Regions from separate parts of the Sus scrofa genome. Here region 1 is linked to region 2. Evidence: chromatin contacts called from public HiChIP or PLAC-seq data. All regions are on one chromosome and are shown on one strand. The core of a region is the stretch at or near the end of the contact, and the rest is flanking DNA. Distances in the headings are between cores, read along the strand shown.

Region 1 (2,700 bases), core at 195-2,694, 68 kb before region 2:
GCCTTCCCTTCCACAAGTGGGCCCCTGGGTCACCTCCTGCACTCACGCATAGGGTGCCTGCTCGGTCTCGGGGTCGGGGTGTTGGAGCGAGCCTGGCCACCTCCTGTTCCCGCCATGGGGGGGTCAGGGCCTCGACACAGATGCTTACCCACCCCTTCTCAGACCCCAGGGCAGGGCACTCGAGAGCCGGCTCCACGGGCCTCCACTGGGACCCCCGGAGCCGAGCACTCAGCCCTCATCGCCCCGCGTCCAGACCCCGGCTGCGCTGCCCCCGCACCTCCCCATGGCTGCACGAGGGGCCCCTCCAGTGATTCTCACAGCTCTGTCATGACCGACGGGCCCAGCATAAAGCCCCGCCCTTCGCCACACGCACGACGACCCCCAGGTCCCTCGGGTCCTGGCCGGCTCCCCGCCTCCGTCCCCGGCCGGTGCCGACCTGCTCTCTGTCACGAATACATCAGTCCGCGCGTCCTGGGATGTGGTGTCAAGAGAGCCCCGCACTTGTGCGGGGACCACACGGCCGCCCCAACCACACCAGCGTCCACTGGGCTGCTCCTGGTTGTGCTGTGGGTGCATGTGAGCGAGTCCTGGGCGCAGAGGCAGAGCTCCCGGTGAAGCCCGGGGGGGCTGGCTGGACGGCAGGGCGTTCGGTCCGCTCAGCTGTCTTCCCAAAAGCGTCGGTCACACGTCCCCCAGCAGCGAGCTCCCGCTACCCCACACCCCGGTGATGCGTCACCCCGGTGGCCGCTGTGCCTGCCACGTCCGTCTCGGCACCACCGGCTGCCGGCTGATGAGGCTCCCACGGCCAGGCGGGGCCGGTCGGTCCCGCCCTCCACACCAACCAGGCCGGGATGTGGGCAGGGAGGGGACGGCGTGATGCCCTCGGCCACCAGAGGCCACATGACGAGCCCACAGGCTGGAGGCACCCACAGCCTCTGCAGGTCAGACTGGGCGGCGGGCGGTGGAGGTCAGAGGTCAGCGGTCAGAGCCTCACACGCTGACCGTGGGCGCGGGAGGCCTGGGAATCTCTGGCCGGTTAGAGGGCAGGGTCCGCCCTCAGGCTGTGAAAGGCCTAACGTCTGGGACAAGTGACAGCAGACAAGTAAGAGGCTGGCGGCCAGAGGCCCAGGAGCCCAGATCCCGCGTGTGGGAGAAGAAGGAGGAGCCCTGCCAGTGGGCCCTCAGGGACGCTGCCTGCAGACCATGCCTGTCGCCACCAGGAAGTCACATGCTGCCCTGACGGCCTCGAGCGAGGTCCCGGCCACCCCTTCTCGGCCGGCTCCACTGCCCGCCACGTCCCTGCATGGAGCTGACCTGCTCATGAGACAGGTCATCACGTGGCAGACGCTGGGAGTCCCAGGCAGCGGTGGGAGCGCTGACCCAGGGGCCCTGCCCACTGCCTCCTGGGAACAGGCGCCACGGCCACCGCACTCCCTCCAGACGCTTCTGCATTATTAGCGCCCCTTCCGGGCTCCCGCGGGGCCAGCTGACTGCCACAACTGAACGCGGAGTCCACAATAGTGACGAATAGAGTGTCAGGAAAAGCCCTGTCATCACCCGAGGAAATGATTAAGCAAACTCCTTTTTTTGGGAAAGTGACCATTTCCAGGGCATTAAGCCTCGGCTGCACCCACCCTTGGGGAGCCCCCCAGAGGACAGGACCCTGCCCCAGAAATGCCAGGGTCACACCTCATCCCTGGGGCAGCAAAGTGGGGGCCCCTCCAGGTGGTGTGCAGGTCAGTGTCTGGCACCCCCTGGCCTGGCCTCGGGCCGCTCCCTCTGCCCTGTCTGCTCCCCCTGTCCTTCCGGGCTGAGCTCCGTTCTGAGCTCCGTTCCGGGGGACCCAGGCTGTGACACCACTGTGTGTTCTGGCCAGAGAGGGTGGCGGGGGCACGGCGGGTTCAGCAGTGACCAGGTATGGCGGAGGAGGCTGCTGCTGGAGGAGCTGGGGCCGGGTGAGCTTGAGGGGGCAGCCGCTCCCGGCACAGGCCCCAGCCAGCAGCCACCCCTTCACCCTCCCGCTGCCTCCTCCTGACAGCACTGACCTCGGGGCGTTGGGACCTCGTGGTCCGTAGGCCTGAGGCCTCCAGGACAGTGAGGGGCTCATCCCGACCCCCCGCGGCCACACCTGCCGCTGCCCTCAGGGCAAGCCGTGCCCAGGCTGGGGCCACTGCGCCTGCCCGCACAACCTCGCCCATGTCCAGTCTCACGCCGGGCGGCTGTGGGCCTGCTCCCCACCTTTAGGGGAAGCCGGGCGGCAGCCCGCCACCTCTCTGCAGCCCCGTGTCCTGCCCGGGCCCCCGGGCCGTCCCCAAGGCCAGGGCAGGGCGGAGTCAGGAGCCCTTGCCATCCCGCTGCTGCCTGAGGACCTCTGACCCCCAGGCTCACTTGCCAACTCCCCCCGGGGGGGGGCAGGAGGGCAGCTTTCTGAATGTGGGACGAAGCCTCGGCTGGAGCCAGCCTCGCCGGGAGCACTGAGACGGGACGCCTCCCAATTCACCGGAAGCATCCCCGATTACACACAATCGCCGCGGGCCCAACACCCACGGCCCTTCAGGGCGGCTCCTTCCAGGCGTTTCTTTTTTGGCTGCCCCGCGGCACATGGCGCTCCCAGACCAGGCACCAGATCCAAGCTGCAGCCACCACCTAAAGCGGCAGTTGTGGCAATGCCAGATCCTTACCCCCTGTGCCAGGCCAAGG
Region 2 (2,700 bases), core at 190-2,689:
GGAGAGCTTGATCTGCTCAGATACAGGGCTGCTCTAAACAGATCCTTCAACTGTGACCCCCTCAAGGGTCCCCCCAACCCCGAGGCCGTCTCTCAGCCCCAGCCATTGTGGGCCTACAGACTCTGGCTTCTCCAGAGTGTGACAATTCCACCCCTCCCACCAAATCAGACTCCCACATCTCTAACCAGATGAAAGGCTGCAACACCCTCATTATTACAGGCCTGGGAGGTCACTCCCCGCCCCTGCAGGTCACTTGAAATCCCTCTTGAAATCTCTTGGCTGGAACAGAAATGCTAAAACAAGGCCGGATTTCTCCCCCACTTGGTCCTGTTTCAGGAGCTCAGAGTCTGAGGAAGCAGAAAAACCTGCTTTTGTGGCCACAGGGGTGGCTGCCTGGAGCGGGGTGGCTCCCTCCCTCCTACTGCTGGACCCTCACAATCCCTCGAGGGGTCAGCGTCCGCTGAGCTGCTTATCTCCCTAATATCCCCCACTGGAGGTCAGGCACCTGGCGTGAGCACCTGGTGAAGGCAGCCACGCTCATCCCCCTGTACTCAGCGTGCCAGTCTCCTAAATCCAGGGCCTCAGGGGCCATTTGGCAGTATCTGCAGACAGCTCCAGGAGCCAAGCCTGGACGCTGGGGAGACGGCTACTGCCTACAACGGGCAAGGGGGTCCCTGCCCCGAGGAAGAATCAAGCCTGAGGCTGGTAAATCAGGAGTGAGACCGGCTCTTGAGTGGGATGGTGGGGACCAGCAGCCGGCGAGGCAGCGATGCACAGGAACCCTGGCAAACCTAGGGCCTTTCTGTGCAACAGGTGTCCAGAGTGCAGTGCGTCAGCCACAGCGCCGGCCACAGCTGGGCCTCCCCTCCCCCGTGGGCCGCAGAACCGGACAGAATCTGAACTTCCGCAAAGCGCCCTCAAATCCTACAGAGGGTAGGTGCCAGGAGCAACTCTGACGGCGGGTCACAGAGGCTCCGCTGCAGCCCAGAGGCCATTCCAGGTTCAGTCTGCATGACGGGGCCACAGCACTGCCCCTGCGGGGCGGCCCGGCAGGCAGGCTTGGGTCTGCACAGACTTGGGGTCTCAGGTTTCTGCGCTGCCCGGACTGCACAGGCCAGGGACGCGCTGCTGCCGGACCCCCTCCCGCCCGGGACTCCACCGTCCAACCTGGCTCTTCTCTCCCGCACCCTTCTCCCCGTCCCTCGCGCAGCCCTCCCCTCTGCGCGGCGTCCTAGCCTGCCGCACGCCCTCGGGGCTCGCTGCCCGCGCCGAGCCGCCGGCTCCGCGACTGCAGCATCCAGCCCGGGGGCTCCGGGCGCGAGCGCGGGCGCACGGGGCGGAGTTCCGGCGCGCGGGGGCGGACCCGGGCGGGGGCGGGGCGGCCGGGCGGGCACCGCCCCCCAGCTGAGCCGCGGCTGCGACGCGGAGTCGCGGACTTCAGAGGCACAGGCGGCGGCGGCGGGCGCGGAGGTCCGCGGGGCTGCAGCGGCTCCAGCGGCTCGGGCGGCCCCGGCTCCGGAGGGATGGGCGGGCGGCCGCTCTCGGGGCGCCCGGGGCGCGCGACGTGACCGCCTGGACTCGGAGCCCGGCCGCGCCGGGTCGAGGGTCTGCTCGGGGAGGCGCGGACGCGGGGCCGGCGGCAGAGCCGTAGCCAGAGCATGCGGGGCGCGGCTTGGGCGGCCGGGGGCGCTCGGGGCAGCTGTGGCCGAGGCCCCCCGCCCCGGGCCCGCCGCCGCCGCCGCTGCTGCTGCTCCTAGCCGTGCTGCTGGGCGGCGCGGGCGCGCAGTACTCGAGCGACCTGTGCAGCTGGAAGGGAAGGTGAGTCGGTGCGGCGCGACTCCGGCCCTCCGGTCCACTTCTCTCCAGCGCGGGCCGAGCGCGCGGGGGCTCGGGGCCCGCTCTCCAGGCTGAGTGCTGCCCCCGTCCTCCCCCGCCCCCGGTTCTAGAACAAAAGAGCCCGCGGCGTCCCGGTCCCCTGGTCCGGAGGACGCCCAGGGGGAGGCGCGCCTGCAGCGCGGCGGGGTCAGCCGGCCCGGCAGTTCGCTCGCCTCGCGCGGGACCGCGCCGGTCCCCACTTGGTTCACCGAAAGCTTCAGCCGGGACCCCGACCCCTCACTGGAGGCGGCGCGAGTCGGCCCTCTGGCCCCTTCCGGCCTGTGTCCGCGGCGAGGAGTTGCGCGCTCCGGGCCGAGAAAAGCCGGGCCTGCGCTGAGGGCCGAGCGGGAAGGGACCGCCGGGTCCGCAGGAGGCAGCGGGGCCCTGGCGCTGACCACGTCGGGGCGGAGACCTGCGGGCGGACACCTGTGCGCGGGGCGAGTTCGGGGCCTGACCGAACCGCCCCGCCCCGTGAAGGTCAGGCCGCCCTTGGCAGCGCGCGCTGGGCTCGGCGACCCCCCTTCACGCCCCCCGCCAAGGCAGGCAGCCGAGGACTTTTAAAAAAAACTGCAGTGTGACAGTCAAGTCACAAGCGTGGGCGGGGGGTAAGGGCGCAGCCACTCAGGGCTAGAACCGTCATCCGCCAGGGCGCCGGCCCCGCGCCAGGCACCTCGCTGCCGAGACAGCTCTGTGCTTCGGCCCTTGCGGCTTCAGGAGTCTGCGAGGGAGATGCCCCGAAAACGCCGTGGGCCGCGGCAGCCCTTGGGTCTGGGTCCCGGCGGGCTTCACGGAGCAGGGTCGCTCCCCGCCCCCAAGTCCCTGCGG

What was found. HiChIP or PLAC-seq counts read pairs in DNA pulled down with a chosen protein or histone mark.
Region 1: an H3K27ac HiChIP or PLAC-seq map of alveolar macrophages shows a contact between it and region 2. The contact joins the enhancer-like site here to the promoter of METRNL in region 2. A contact is called at or near these places in 2 of 5 promoter capture datasets (fetal liver and liver), 7 of 47 Hi-C or Micro-C datasets (blood, embryonic fibroblasts, fetal liver and 2 more) and 1 of 2 datasets of contacts at active chromatin or transcription factors (alveolar macrophages).

Annotation. Positions count from the first base shown.
Region 1 is chr12:308,230-310,929 of Sscrofa11.1, reverse strand. The region is part of intron 6 of B3GNTL1 (UDP-GlcNAc:betaGal beta-1,3-N-acetylglucosaminyltransferase-like protein 1); the gene reads right to left. Among named protein-coding and RNA genes, the nearest start is that of B3GNTL1, 50 kb to the right of the region's middle. Within about 2 kb of position 1,444, at least 9 of the 83 cell types and tissues checked have an H3K27ac peak or open chromatin away from gene starts, as enhancers often do. A contact at or near this core is called in alveolar macrophages and fetal liver, where this site is marked.
Region 2 is chr12:240,230-242,929 of Sscrofa11.1, reverse strand. METRNL (meteorin-like protein) reads left to right here and starts at 1,439. Exons shown (of 5, transcript XM_005668567.3): 1 at 1,439-1,680; 2 at 1,683-1,818. The coding sequence starts at 1,659.